2 separate regions of the Mus musculus genome follow, and region 1 is linked to region 2. A link is a contact called in public Hi-C data. All regions are on one chromosome and are shown on one strand. The core of a region is the stretch at or near the end of the contact, and the rest is flanking DNA. Distances in the headings are between cores, read along the strand shown.

Region 1 (4,576 bases), core at 988-3,487, 340 kb before region 2:
TCTAATGCTTATTCTCCCATGATGAGAGAAGACTCTAGGCTGAGGGCCTCTTGGCTTCTGAACTGGGAGCATTGGAATCTCCCTTGACTGCTCTGGCTGTCTAGAGCAAAAGGCCTGCCGGTCAAGCAACCAACACTGTCCACGGTGAACACACCACGGAGGCCTTGAAGAAGCCACACAAGGATCCCAGCTGCTGAGGGTACTGCGCCAATCAGCAAGCTGGCAAGAACAACAGCAGCAGTGCCTTCCAGTGTTAAGGCTGTCATGCATGCGGCTCGTACCAGGGCCTCTGGTTCCTCAAATGTTCCAGCTCTTATCTAGATCCAACGCAGCCAGAGCCTTAGACCTAAGTGTGTTACAGCTCTCGCATAGATGGTGTGCTTCGATGGCCTTTGTGAACTCTAGGTGACATTGCAACCATTGTCACACGGGACAAAAGAGAAAAACTTTCCCTGGAGGGCTAGCAGACAAGCTTCTGTGATGAGTATGAGGAGGCCTGGCTATAATTGGTGCAAAACCAAACCTCGGTTTGCCTGTTAGGTATGCTGTGATTGTCCAAATGGCTCCCCTGCCTGGGCAGCATGGGAGAACTGACCCTGTTAGCATGGCTTTGGGAGGGCTGGCCCCAGCCCTTCACCTGGGCAGTGTGGTAGAGTTGGCCCTGGTAATGTGGGTGTGGAATTGAGTATGGGACAGTCAGCCTGAGGGCATGAGAGCAGGAGGGATGGCTCTGTCCCTTGCCAGTTGTGGCTGTGGCACTTGGGTGAACAGGATCTGCCTGTCCCTTGCTGAGGGAGTGCTGGAGTCCTGGCTCTGGTGGTGTGGGTGTGGGAGAGCTGGCCCCTCCCCTCAACTGGGCAAAGCTGAAGAGCTGTCCCTGGCACCACAGTGGCAGGCACAGGAGAGCTGGTAGGCTGAGCAACTTAGCTACCATGCAGGGCCAGATCCAGGGCTTTGAGCTGGCCCATCCCAACATTTACCCCATCTGTGGACCTCTAGAGTGTGTAGAGGTACCAGTCCTACAGAACCAACACTGCAGTATCTTCATGACACAAGGCAACAACAGGACATCCAAGAGGAGACTCCATGATTGTCCAGTACTGATAGTGTAGCTGAAACCAGAGGCCTCCAACCAGACCAATGAGCATTTGCAAGTAAATCTATTTGAGCAAAAGGGTATACTGTGTGACACACCATGACACACCTCAGCTTCCACAGTGAGATTATTTTGTTTTTGTTTTACTTCTCTTAACTTTTTCTTTTCTTTTGGGAGGGAAGTTACAAGGGTGAAAGGCAGATAAGAAGGGTTGGGGAGTGAAGTTGGAGTGCATGATGGGAAATTTACAAAGAATCAATAAAAAGTTGTTTGTTTGTTTGTTAGTTTGTTTTAAAGAGTTACTGTGGACATGACATCAATAGAAACCCTAAGACAGGGCCCAACAGAGACCAAACTGAGCACTTTACAAGATCTTTGTTAAAAGAAATTTTGGCCTACATACTATTTCTGTTTGGATAGAGCGGAGGGTCCCAGCCACCTTATTACTAATGGAGCCACTCTTATTGCATTCCCCTCTAACTTTAAATGTCATTTCTTAAGCCTTTCTCACTTACAAATCGACCTGGCAGATCTATAAGCAGAGGACACAGAAGGCTGTTCTTCATGGAAGTCACCAGGAGTGATGCAAAGGACCTTGGGGTTTGGTCAACAGCATTGGTGTTCTTTCTAGCTTTGCATCTTTTAAACAAAATAACTCCATGTCAGGGAACCATAAACTGTTGAAATAAGCCAGGCTTCACACAAAGTACTAAAATCTTCTGGGTGGTGTTTTATTTCTGGTCAGCATTTTAACAATTGCAAGAGAGAGACCATAAAGTGTTGAGAAATAATACATCTGCATAGTCAAAATGCTCTCATAGAGGTAAAGCAGACCCAGGCCATAATAAAAAATCATAGCCTTGGTTCAGATTTGACACTTTAGTATTTTAGTCTTCTATGTGAGTTTGAGATCACTGGACAGGAAGGAGCACAGAGCACTGTCTCTAAGCACTCCTCCCTCCTAGAGAGTGATTACGATCTTTCATGGGTCATTTTAAACAAACATACCGAAACGTTTAGGCATCACAAACTTAGCTCCAGTTTGCTTGCAAAACTAGGATACCACAGAAGGGAGAAAATATGATAAAGCAAAAGGAGTTTCAGACATTTTCAAAGCTTATTCATAACGGGTGGATGTCTATGCACTGTGGTAACCGTGTGCATTCCTGGTTGAGTAACCACACCCCACGGGTGGCTCCATACTCATGAAATGTCGGGGCAGCATGAATTGCATTCAGTAGGTTATTCTTTTAAAAAAGACACAGAGCATCTGCAAGGAGTTAGGGGAGAAGTGGGTGTGTGTGATTAAAATACATTGCATATATGTTTTAAATTCTCAAATAATCAATAAAACTATCATATTTTTAAATATCCTAAATTCTCCTAAGCCAAGGCCAAAGCCTTTCCTTGTCCTGTACCTTTGCAGGGATGGCTTTGTTCAGTCATTCTTGATATCTAGCAAGATAACGTCTACATCACAAAGCAGGCATCACAGAAGTCTTTGGGTCCTGTCTTCCCAGCATTTGCCTAGTCTTCACTTGACTTTCCCCATCTCAGTATTCCCACTCTGATCCTTCCTCTCCACTGCCACAGGAGTCGTCTTTCCAAACGCACATTTGTACCCTGTCCTGTCCCCCCCCCTCTGTATGGCCACGGGCTCAAGTCCCAGGCTTAGTCCCATGTACTCGGTCCAGTGAACTACACTCCCCCTGTCTTCGTTTCTTTGTCTGTGGCTATTACAAAATATGGACTAAAGCAAAGTGAAGGAGAAAAGGTATTTTTTTTAGCTCATGGTGCAAGTACATCCTGCATGGCAGGGGAGTCAAGGAAGCGGGAGCTTGAAGCAGTTGGTCACATTGCATCCGTATTTGGGAAACAGAGAGGGACAATTTAAGCTGACCTTTGGTTTATTTTCTCCTTTTTATATACAACTCAGCTGGGCGTGGTGGCACACACCTTTAATCCCAGCACTTGGGAGGCAGAGGCAGGTGGATTTCTGAGTTCAAGGCCAGCCTGGTCTACAGAGTGAGTTCCAGGACAGCCAGGGCTACACAGAGAAACCCTGTCTCAGTAAAACCAAATTAATTAATTAATTAATTAATTAATTAATTAATACAGCTCAGAGAATGTTTCCACCCAGAGTGGTCTTCCAAGAAAATCTCCATAGGCACGCCCAGAAACCATTCTCCCAGGTGAGTTTATATTCTCTCAGGTTGGCGTCAATAAAAATTATATCTCTCTTCCAGGGCTACTCTTCAAACAGACCAAATTATTTGGGTTATGCTAATTTCTCAAATCCTCAGGGTCTCTCTGTATAGACGCCTTTGCTCAGAATTGTTTCTTGGCTTCTTTTCTTCCAGTTCTCTCTCCTCAGTTACCCTTGAAGACTCTGTCTCCATTTAAATAGCCAGTTCAATCTCCTTGTGAGCCTTTCTTGTCTATCCTTCCTTTGACTACATTTTCAGCTTTGGTGGGCCACTGCTTTCTGGACTCACTGTTGCAAATCTGGAGGTCGTCAGATTAATAATAATAATAATAAAAAAGCTATTCTCTGAAGAAAATAATATTCCAGCAAAAGAAGGCCTCACTGAGAATGGGGTCCATTACAGCATCTTTACATGGTCATTTCTCACTGTACTCAGCTCTAGCAGAGAGCTGTTGAGTTCTTTGTGTATAAATATCAAGGTCTCTTCTCTGTTGTTACTGTTGCTGATGTGTGTTCATAAATTTTCATTGTTTACATTCATTATAAATGGAACTATGTCACATATGGAGAGTTTCATCTAAATATGCTTTGTATGTTGGGCTTATTCCTCTCCCCCACGCACTCCCCGATCTTTTGTTCCATTTTGCCCAGTCATAGGTGATTTCATGTATCTATACAAAAATCTAAGAAGGAGTATCTCCAGTTGCATCAATTATTCTGCAAACAACATGATTTCATTTCTCTTTGTAGCTAAAAAAAATCTATTATGCGTATATACCTACTACCCACTCCCCTATTATAGAACTGCTAGATTGGTTCCATAAATTATCTATTATGAATTGCTCCTCAATAAACATTGATATGGAATTGTCTCTGTGATATGTTGGTCTGAAGTCCTTTGGGTAAACAAAGGAGTGGTATAGCTGGTTCATATGGTAGAGCTGATTTTAGCTTTTGAGAATCCTCCATACTGATTTCCGTAGTGCCTAGAAGAATTTATATTCCCCCTAGTGTCATCTATGACTTCGCTTTTGTCCACATCCTTGCCAGCATTTGGTCTTATTTTCTTAATGTCTGCTGTTTATATTTCTTGGTTGCTAGTGGAGTTGACTGTGTTTTCATGTGTGTATTGGCTGTTTCTGATCCATTATTTGAGAACCCTCTATTATATTAGCCCATTTATTTTGATTTTTGTTTAGTTTTCTGAGTTCTTTGTATACTCAAGATGTTAATCCCCTCTCAGTAGAAATGATTTCGTCCCATTCTGTGGGCTG
Region 2 (4,717 bases), core at 1,441-3,940:
GCTGGTCCCTCATCTCACACAGCACCAGCTCAGCAAGTACATTACGCAAGTGAAAAGTAAACACAGACAGGTTTGTTTATATGAGACTGGTACAAATAACTGTGCCACAAATTATATGCTGGCGGATGGAAACATTCATATGACAAAGCTGGATGTGATAGGAGGTGCTTTAGGATGCAGGAAGCTGAGGCAGGGGGATCGCCACTTCGATGCCAACCTAAGCTACATATCAAGGTCCTGTTTAAAAAAAAAGAAAAAGAAAAAGAAGAAAACACGAATAAACAAAAACCCCAAAACGTATAATATATATGTGTGTCCAATTTCAGGACTGAAGCGATAGCTAACTGAACCGATGGATGAGGCTGACTGGGCAATGACCTCAGGGCTCCACTTGTCTCTGACCCAGTGCTGGAGTTTCAGACCTAATTCTGGGCTGGAGCTCCCAACTCTGGTCCTCATGCCTCCACAACTTTACCTACTGAGCGCCCCCTCACACACCGCCATCCAGATGCCACATCACTTTCCAGGCTGGTATGACAATTTTGCCGCTGCTTGAGGCAGTATGTCATGTAGCCCATGCTGGCTTCATACTCAGTATGTGGCTGAAGATGATCCTGAACTTCTGACCCTCGGGTCCGATCTCCCAAATGACAGGGTGACTGGGGTGCAACACTTACGCCTGGCACAATCCTCACTTTTCCCTCCCCTGGCAGACAGATATTCAGCAAGAAATGAAGATTGTGCCCTTAGGAAACCTGTTATGTAATCGCCAATTTGTGGCTTAGATCTGAAATGTCCCCACAGCGTCTGCATGAGGACTTGGTTTTTTAATGGGGCTGAGCAAGGGTGTGGGACCTGACTGGATCAAAATGGTTCTCACTGAATCAGTGAAATACTCCATTATGGATTCATAGCTTAAGGGAATTGGAGGAAAGGGTTTTGTTATGAAAGCAAACCCTCTTTGCTTCCTGGCCACCATGGAACAATTTAATATGATTCAAGCTAAGAGCATATTCTGAAGACAGTTAAAAATCACCATGGCAGGAGCCTAAAGGATAAAGTTCAAAGTGATGCTAATAGAGAGGGATAGGTATGCATTTTTTAAGATTAAAGATAAAATAGTTGATAAAAGAGGATACTTTCTTACGTTATATCTATAGGTAGAAGAATATAACAAAGAGAGATGCTTCACTTACTAATTCTTTGGAATTAATAAATGAAAGTTTTACAAGTAAAGTACAAAAAGACATCTAACTCCAACATATAAACTCAAAAACCTCAGGTATATGAGGAAATGCTAAAAAATGCTTCAAAAAGTTCACAATAGCAAATTAAATGGAATATTTAGGGCAGGGGTTGTAGACCAGAAGTGGAGCCCATTATGTGAGACCTTGGGTTCTATCCCTCCTACATCCCCCAAATAAATGCTCTATTAAAATAGCAAATGAGACATTAAATAAATGAGGTTATCAAAAGAAAACACACTAACACCCAGCCAGGCATGAAAACTATCAATAGCCTCCACAGAGGTGAAAACACACACAGGGGTTGTAGTGCTGGTAGTCACGGCCACTCCAAACAACCCTCAGTCTTGCTATATGCAGCTGCCCAATGTGACATAGGTGCTGTCTCAGGGTTACCATTGCTGTGATGAAACACCATGACCAAAAGCAACCTGAGAACAAAGGGCTTATTTCATTCACAGTTCCATATAACAGCAAGGACAGGAACTTAAACAGGGCTAGAACCTGGAGGCAGCAATTGATGCAGAAGCCATGAAGGGGTGTTGCTTACTGGCTTGCTCAGCCTGCTCTCTTATAGAACCCACATGTGCATTCAAATTCCATATGCTTTATATGCTGGCTCTTTATGAAACATACAGAAATGTACAGTGAGGGAATCAACATAAAATCATGCTACTATGCTATTTTACAACAGCAGCAGCAGCAACAACAACAATAAACTCACCTGGTCGTTCTGAAAGATTCAAGATGAAATTGATCAAAGTGGATTCAACTGTTTAGCTGTGTAAGTCAGTCATGACAAAGACTCTCCTTTGGTAAACCTCTATGGTCTCCAACGGAGAGAACTAACTGTGTGATGCCCAGGCACTCTGAATGAACATTGAATGGACTCTTAGAGCTGAGGTGGTAAACAGAATTAAGTTTAAATGCCTGCTGAGTCACTGTGTCTCGAGTTTGTGGATCTTTTTTACATGCCAAACCTATCTGTCAAAGTAAGGTCTCCTTAAGAGCACATGTTCCCTAAAATAACCTCAAATACAGGTGTCCAGATAATGCACAGGGAAGGAAGAGAGAACCATGCTCTTGTTTTCAATGCTTAGTTAATGATGTCTGAAATGAATTTTGAATTGATGACAAAGCTGTTCTTTTCTTCTTAATTTCCTCTGCCATGAGGGAAACTGCCATTTGAAAGTAAGTAATGCTTTTCTCCTGATGACATTAAGAAGAAACAAAAACCAAAAAGTACTCAGTCTCCACTGGGATTCCCAAGGAAGAGGCCGACACCATCCTCTACCTTTCAGGTTGCTTCTCTTAGTTACTGCCAGCGAGGGTACCAAGCACAGCTCGAGGCGCAAGGGAGCACTGCTCAACCAGTGCTGCCTGTGGATGCAAAGCACAGAGGCAGCTTGAAAACTGGCGTTCAAGTCGCTCCAGCTAGGGATGGTGAAAAAGCTCTCAGGACTGCAGCGCCTGGGCAGTGTACCAGCAAACTTGAAGACAGGATAGCCAAACATCACCAAAAGTGGTCAAAAGTCTCTCGTGTTTTTCAAACATACGCATCCAAAGCCCTACTGTTAACCTAATGCACCTCAAAACCTGATTCTCATATTAATCAGGTAGGGTCTAAAATGTAGATTTGTTAATCTTACTTCGTGAGACTAGAAGGTTAATTTTCCCGGCCTGAGTTTTCAATTGCCACAGTTACACACTCACTGAGTCAATGAACAAATATGAATGGAATCCACTTCGCAGTAAAGTTGTAAAACCAAAGGAACTCATCCCATGAAATCTGTCACATATACACACATGACTAGTTATAACTCTGAGAAATAAAAGCTTCAAGAAAAAAAAAACCTAGGGGCGGAAACTATTTATTTATTTATTTATTTAGTGCCTCCTCCCCAGGAGTCAAGCTCAGAGCCTTACATATGTGATAATACCCAATACTGGAGCCACACCCTAGTCTCCACCACCTATTTAGTGAGTGAACAGGAAGATGAATAGTGTCCACAGCTGCAGTCAACTGAAGATAAGACTAGTTGGTACACAGTGCTGGAGCCCTGGGCCACTTCAATGACTCTGCATCAAGCTTGCTCCAGTGCTAACTTACTTAATGCTAACAGACGAACTAACAGATGTAACATCCAGTCACGCCCTGGACTTTTCACTTTTATAGACAGAGTGGAGCATCTTGCATCACTTGAGGGTTTACTGACAGTTTGTGGGGCGCCTGGCAAGTTGCAGAGGTGCTGGTGAATCTTCCACTCCACTTTCTTCTCCTCTGGAAAGAATGATCTATCATCTCCGTGTTCCAGACTTTAGAAAGAAGGCTCAAGTCTTAAGTCCCTTGCCAAGGGTGAGCAGCCGGTAGCTGATGAGGTTGTCGCCCAGCTCTAATTGAGTTCTTGTTCATTCAGCCCACTGCTGCCAGTGCTTTGGTGTGCTAAGCTCAGGCTACACCGACTGAAAGGCACACGCACAGGCTGCCCTATGGCTCTTCAACTGCTCTGCAACCATCCCAACACCACTCCCAAAGGACAGAAAGCCTATTTCAGATCTAAAGTCACAGTGTTGTTCCAAAGAATGCCTCTTTCACTTAAAAGTGGCACCATTCCATCTTTAGATTTATATTCAAAATGTATTACTGTTAGGGATGTGGTGGTGGTGGTGGGGGTGAAGTTCAGTGGCAGAGTGTGCTTCGCACGTCCTAGGCCCTGGCATCTCTCCAGAATAAAGCTTATACTTAGCAACAGCAGCATGGCCAAATGCCAGCTCAGGACACTCGACTAACATTTCAGCCCCTGCATTTGTTATCCTACAACTTATTTTTAGATTCACAGCTTGAAGAGGATAAAAGAAGACGATTCTACTTCTTTGATATACTAATTTCTGTATTTTCCCCATCCCTGGGAAAGATGAAACAAACCGTGTAACTGAATTCTGTTTTACAGAGAAAGAAGACTTTAGAGGAAAGGCCTTATAAAAGGCCATGAAGTTGGCATATCCAAAACTTAAAATAAATTGCTCTCTACTAGCTCATCTTACATTCCCCTAATGCTGTTTTTAAGAGAGACTTTAGGTCTGTCCCTCAGTCTGAGGTGCTATGTTTAGAAATCCTACCTCCTCACAATAGCTCCTCACATGAAGGCGACCTCACCACTCGCTCTGCCCCTGAGTCCTTCCCACACGGATGGTATGATTGACAGGCAGCTGAGACAATTCAGCCAGAGCTCGGTTGGGTCTCCTGCACCCATGGGGTCCAGTCTGTTCTGCTTGCCCTTAGATGATGGGGGATCAGTGGCAGTTCCGAAGCTCCCTCCACACTTTTCTTATTCATTCTAGCTTTCTCTTTGAGATAGGTCCTGCTGTGTGACACAGGCAGGCCTTAAGCTCAGGACCCTTACGTCCTCTTTAAGGAGCTGCAGCAGCGCTCACCCAGCCTGTCCACCTGGGGACTGGTCAGTGTAGTCACT

The links. A called contact is a pair of places that touch in the nucleus more often than the background predicts.
Region 1: a contact with region 2 is called in a Hi-C map of uterus, with 2.4 times the contacts expected there. The contact joins two enhancer-like sites. A contact is called at or near these places in 1 of 39 promoter capture datasets (stem cell-derived epiblast-like cells) and 3 of 484 Hi-C or Micro-C datasets (liver, nephron progenitors and uterus).

Annotation. Positions count from the first base shown.
Region 1 is chr4:98,898,377-98,902,952 of GRCm38.p6, reverse strand. No RefSeq gene overlaps it. Among named protein-coding and RNA genes, the nearest start is that of Usp1, 23 kb to the left of the region's middle. Within about 2 kb of position 2,237, at least 9 of the 459 cell types and tissues checked have an H3K27ac peak or open chromatin away from gene starts, as enhancers often do. A contact at or near this core is called in uterus, where this site is marked.
Region 2 is chr4:98,562,949-98,567,665 of GRCm38.p6, reverse strand. The region is part of intron 27 of Patj (PATJ, crumbs cell polarity complex component); the gene reads right to left. Among named protein-coding and RNA genes, the nearest start is that of Gm40210, 14 kb to the left of the region's middle. Within about 2 kb of position 2,690, at least 51 of the 459 cell types and tissues checked have an H3K27ac peak or open chromatin away from gene starts, as enhancers often do. A contact at or near this core is called in uterus, where this site is marked.